Linked DNA regions of Triticum aestivum: region 1 is linked to region 2. Evidence: chromatin contacts called from public Hi-C data. All regions are on one chromosome and are shown on one strand. Each heading gives the region's core, a stretch centred on a gene start, on an enhancer-like site or on the middle of the called end of the contact. The rest is flanking DNA. Distances are from core to core; before and after follow the strand shown. Region 1 has its middle 7.1 kb from the start of LOC123189359. Region 2 has its middle 12 kb from the start of LOC123189357.

Evidence for each region. Hi-C and Micro-C count contacts between places; a contact is called where the count stands out from the background.
Region 1: a Hi-C map of leaf shows a contact between it and region 2, with 3 times the contacts expected there. The contact joins two enhancer-like sites. A contact is called at or near these places in 2 of 5 Hi-C or Micro-C datasets (leaf and root).

Annotation. Positions count from the first base shown.
Region 1 is chr2A:547,014,752-547,017,924 of IWGSC CS RefSeq v2.1, reverse strand. No RefSeq gene overlaps it. Among protein-coding and RNA genes, the nearest start is that of LOC123189359, 7.1 kb to the left of the region's middle. Within about 2 kb of position 1,869, at least 3 of the 8 cell types and tissues checked have an H3K27ac peak or open chromatin away from gene starts, as enhancers often do. A contact at or near this core is called in leaf, where this site is marked.
Region 2 is chr2A:546,972,440-546,975,199 of IWGSC CS RefSeq v2.1, reverse strand. No RefSeq gene overlaps it. Among protein-coding and RNA genes, the nearest start is that of LOC123189357, 12 kb to the right of the region's middle. Within about 2 kb of position 1,444, at least 2 of the 8 cell types and tissues checked have an H3K27ac peak or open chromatin away from gene starts, as enhancers often do. A contact at or near this core is called in leaf, where this site is marked.

The DNA of each region.
Region 1 (3,173 bases), core at 620-3,119, 42 kb before region 2:
TGGACATTTCCTAAAAATTCCATGAACAGTTTCAAACACGCGAACATTTTTCAAATGGCATGACCATTTTTAAAAATGGTACAAACATTTTTAAATTTTTATAAACACTTTTTTAAACTTTTGCACCATCTATTTTTTGCATCGTAAGTCTATTTAAATACCAAGCTCCCTAGATTTGGAGATGTGCATCAGGAGCTGTGGGGGCTGCTAGGGGAGCCTTCTATAAGAGTGTTACATTCGAGAATATTTTTAACATTTGTGAACATTTTTAAATGTGTTAACTTTATTTTTACTCTGAAACTAAGCTCCCTAAATTTGGAGCTTCCAGGGCTGCTTTATTTCAATTTCAGACATTTAAAAAATATGTCAACATTTTTAAAATTTGCATTTTTAATCTAATCCATGGTTCTAATTTTGCAAAAAAACATCCATGAAAATCTTTTGATATAATGAATTTTTCAAATAAAAAAGATAGCTGGTTTTTTTAGAACATACACGTATATGAGTGTTATTACTTACGAGCATGTGCTCACATCAGATTTTTTTCCTCGACTGAACATGAAGTAGGTCCACACCAGAACTAACAGCGACAGAAAGAGCTTCTGTTGCCTGCAGCCTTATGCCCATTATACTAGAGATGGAGTTTCTAATCCAGCACAATTGTGAATAGTAAAATAGAAAACAGTAAATAAATTCAAGCAACCTGGTATTGTTTGGCAATAGAAATTGCTGAATGTTGTACATGCGTGCAAATTTTCGTGAAGAAAAAACAATCAACATCAATGCTCCAAAAAGACTCCTTTTGAAAGCATTTTGTAACACTTGTTTTATTTCATTTTTCAAGGGCATTATGAATGTTTTTTTCGTCACAGAAATTTCCACGATTGTCGAAGATTCAACAATGTTTGATGCCAAAAAAATCAAATCTTGTTGTTGTTTTACTTCTTTTTTTTGTATTGTCCATGGCGGGTGCATTTGATCTCTATAGCACTTTCACCATTATAAATTTCTTCTGTTTCCTGAGAAAGCCCGTCTTATATTTTTTGCAGGGAACTAAATCCCATTCGACTGTTCGCGACCTACACTCCCACTCCATCCATCATCCTAGCCAACAACCGGCCCATATCGGCCTCGTCCAAACTAGTGTACAAACTTGGGCGACATGATCCATCTTGCTATCTTCGCAAGTTCTTTTCATATTTTAGGGAAGCTATATCTTGTCAAGCTGGGATCACGGTTCGATGACTTTTGCAGGAATTACAATTCTGACTCGTGCTCACGGTGGCCGAGTTTAGTTAGGGTCAGACTATTTAGACTATTCTTGGCTGAATTTGGCATTATACTCTATCAAGATCAGCATTCTCAATTTCTATTCAAAACTTGTTTAGGTCCCTCTACAAATCTCGTACTCCCTCTGTAAACTAATATAAAAACGTTTAGATCACTACTTTAATGATATAAACGCTCTGATATTAGTTTACATAGGGAGTATGTTGAAGCTCCGCCACAACATGCTCAACTTCTGCACACATATAACCGCAAGCAACCAAAGCTTCTCACGTCGTGTACTCCTACTAGGATGCATCCACTCACGAATCAACGCGCGCGTCTCCCTAATTGGTACCCCCTCCGTTTCAAATTACTCGTCGCGAAAATGGATGTATTTAGAACTAAAATACATTTAGATACATCCATACTTGCGCAAGTAATTCGGAACGGAGGTAGTAGTTGGCCGTCCATCTTCCGTACGATCACAATGGTCTAACTGGACGCGTCATAGGTTTGTTTGCATTAGCCTGCTGGGACCTTCGGACCTGTACGTGCACGTCCTGCGGAGACCAGGACCGATCGACAGGTCATTCTCTCGGCGTCCGAAACCGATCGGGGCGTGACCCGGACGCCACCTAGCCGCACACACCTCACCTTCGCACTGCTCCATAAATTGATCGATCATAGATCATCTCGCGATCGCCCTGTTCTCGCGACCGACGCGGAAACGGAATGATTTTCCCGATCGAAATGATCGGCGGGAAACATCGGAGAAGCGCACGGTGGATCACCTCATCTGGCCCAACCGAACGGGTCCGCTGCACTGCGGCGCCAGCGCGTTCCTTTTGTCGCGTGGGACACCAGGACAACTATATACCGATATAGTACCACCAACCTACTTCTTCCGTCCGGAAATACTTGTCATCAAAACGAATAAAAAAAGAATGTATCTAGATGTACGTAAGTAGGCCTACTACTACGTGCGCCTCTCCGCCGGGTCGCACGGGCATCGATCTCTAGCTTGCTGCTTGATCCGTCGCGGATGGATGCATCATCCTGTCATGCTGCACCTCGGCCCTGACGAATGGCAACCCGCGGCCAACCACGTCGGCTTTCATGCCTCAACACGGCATCCATCGAATCCTCCCCCCATGCCGTCTTTCTTTTTCTCTCTTTTGCGTGGCTTCCCCCATGCCCGTTTGATGGAATACTTCAAGGACTGATACGATGTGACACCTGGTGTTGAACTTCTGATATGGTGCTAATGTCCAACTTCTTGACAGATTCGCTACAAGGCAAATTAAAGCAGCCCTGCCCATGCGTACACATGGAAAAGAATAAGCTCATCCAAATCGGGTTGCAAGTCCAGTGCAACCTCAGATCGGTCACTCCGGTCTCACGCTTCCGCTGCCGCCAGTTTTCGCATATTAGGGCGTGTTTAGTTGGTATACTAAGTTTGCCGCACTATATCGTATCGCAAATTAGATAAGTTTAACCGAGTTAACCGTTGTTTGGTGTGTGGCCACGGTTGTGACAAGATCGGTTTCATAAAAGTGTAGCAATGCCGCCTCAAGTGTGGCACAAAATTTGATCGTCTAACTAGTATCACCCTTCAATAGTTTTGGAGAATGAATATAGATGCTAAAGTTCAAACTGGATATATGTTGTGCATAAAAACTAAAACATCCGAGTTTGACCCCATACCTAGGAAGAGCGTCCGCCCATCTATGTTAAGTTGCATGTCAGACATCACCTCCCCCCCCCCCCCCCCCACCCCCTCACGTCCATGTCCCTCTCATGTCCTCATCGCTTGGCACAGAAAAATAAATCATAGATGTCGGAGTAAGTGATCATGGGTAGCCTAACCGGCTCCCCCTGACCTTTCTGAAAAAATTACGAGCCGA
Region 2 (2,760 bases), core at 195-2,694:
TCCGAGCGTAGCAAACTAGAAGGGAGGGCAACCACCTTGGGCCATCACTGCGGAGAGGGGAGGAGCCGGATGTCGTCACGCCGCCAACCGACGAGTCCATTGCAGCCCCCTGTCGGGGAAGACCAAGGCCTGCATCAACCCGCTATAGCCCCGCCGCCCTCACGGCCAGGGAATGCAGCGCCGCCCGGACACCGCGGCACAACCAGCCATGATGCCCGGCCATCCACCTCGTCGCGCCTCCGTCCCAGCGTACCATCCCCGGAGCACCGACATGATCCCACGCGCCGCCCGCAGCCCGCTGGCTAGATCCGGCCGAACCAGAGCAGGCCGACCCGGTGGCCACGCGCAGCCTTCGTGCCAGCTGCCGTGCTGCCAGCCCCCGCGCTGCGCACGCTCCACCCGACCACCACCTAGCCGCCCATCCCATGGCCATGACGCCAGATCCGAGCGAGCCGCCGTGGCCAAACCACCATCGAGCACCACCAGGTCCAGCTGCCGCGCTGCCCCAACAGCCACAGCAGCCGGCACACCATCGCCAGGTCCCGGGGCCGCCGTCGACCGGGCGCCTTGTCCAGGGCCAACGCGCCACGCATATACTCACCTTTATGAACGCATACACACGCATATCCTATCTCTATGAACATCTCTGAAAGACTGAGCCGACATATCATCCTGATGCTACTCGCTGAAAGATCAACATATCCGGCTGGTGCAGCGAAAAGAAACCCGGGCTTCTTAATTAACTCCGAGCACTATACGTGTAAGCAGCCGTCCATCGGTGCAGAATTTCTCGGCTTGCATTTCGACCAGATAGGATGACACGACAGATTGAGGATATTTTGTTCCGGAATAAAATCCGCGCGCCCGCCAGGCGGAATATTAAACCTCTCGCTAGCTAAGGGAGGAAAATGTTCCGGGGCGAGTGCGCATAAGCAAAGCTGGCACGCACGATCGCTTCTTCGATCGGCCTCTTCCTTTTCGTAGAGAAATATAAGCATTGCTCCTATTAGGCTATTACCATTAGTAGAAATCAGTGTGAGGTTCAGTACATAGCTTTTGGGCACCGGAGCAGGCCATTATTCATATTCACAGGAACAAAAATCCCTGAAAGAGGCAAAAGTGAAAGCAACTGACGGGCTCGAAGACGTGTAGGATCCGCCCGTGCCCTCTGACGAATTAATTAATCCCTGCGCTAAACAAGTCTTGAGTTTGCTGCATGCGCGTGGTCTGCTCGTGTGCCGTACAAGAGATGACAAAAAATTAAAGGCACGCACGCAGACGCAGCCGAGGAGACTGACTTGAAGACCCGGACTTGGTTTACTCATTCGGGTCTTCCTTGGGCGCGAAGGGACGTCGATGGCTATCTTTGTGAGTAGTAGTACCACGCACCACCCACGTCGGCGTCGTCTTATCGTCGAGACAGGCGGTGTGAACTGGTTCGTGGCTTGATCTGATTCTGATCCCGCGTCGGGGGGTGAGTGACTGAGCTCATGATATCTGCACTAGTCTAGGGCAACCACGCCTGGTCCAAGTCTAATTACGGAGAGAGATCTTCTGAAAGCGTGTGGGAGCACTTGTTAATTCATTGGGAAAATATGGCAAGACGAGCATCCTGCACACCCTGCCGTCCTCCCCGCCTTTGGATCTTTCCAAACGGGCACTCCCCATCCAAGAAACAAGGACCAGAAGAAGATTTTGCCTAGGCCACGGCGAGAATGCGCTGAATCCTCCTCCTCTTTTGGATCTTCCAAACCGGGCATTCCCGTCCAACATAGAAACAAGGGGGAACATCCCAGAACAAGATTAGATTATGCCTCGCTGAATCCTACGGGAAAAAAAATCTCAGTTATGCCTACATGCATGCACCTGAATTACGCTACTCCCATAAGCTGATGCCACGGCGTGAGCGCACCAGCTTTAGGTATATTGTACTACCCTCGTTCTGATTTACTAATCCCCTCATATTTTTTTAAGAGTACGCAAAATGCATACCTTGGCTTTATAGAAGAGAAAGAACTCTATGACGTTGTGTTCTCCTCTTCCTCGCGCTGCTGCCCACAGAAATAATTCCTTGTGAACTGCCTCGGCTACGTCCACTTCAAAGGCCGTGGTGCTGTCGCGAAAGACTCTATCGTTCCTCTGTTTCCAAATGTTCCTATATGCTGACGTGCAAAGGGTATCGAAACCTTTGCGATCTCTCTTGTTGATGCGCTTCCTGGAGGCCATCCACCAATCACCCAATGTATGATCCCTGGTAGGCGTGAGCTCAGTGTCGATGCCAAGTCTCCTGAAACAGGGAAACCATACTTGCCTGGCATACACACATTGTATGAGAAGGTGCTCCACCGTGTCCTCCTCCTGCTTACACAGAAAGCAAGGCGAACTATGCTCTTGCATTCCGTGTCTGTGCCTATGGTCAGATGTCCAAATCCTATGTTATAGGGCTAGCCACATGAAGATCTTACACATTAGCGTAGCCCAACATCGCCAAACTGCCGAAGCGAATTGAAACCGAATGCCTCCATGGCACATCATCTTGTAGGCCGATTTTGCCGAATAAGTGCCGCTAATCTCCCACTGCCAGATCAAGACGTCCTCCATGTTTGGCCTCAACTCCATTTGGAGCATTATCTCCCACATTCTTATGAACTGGAGCAGCTCCTCCGTGTTCAATTCACCCATAATATCCTGGGTCCAAGCATCGAAGTGAAGCGCTTCATTGACCTTCCTCCTATTCACCACTTGTTTCCTGACTTTGCG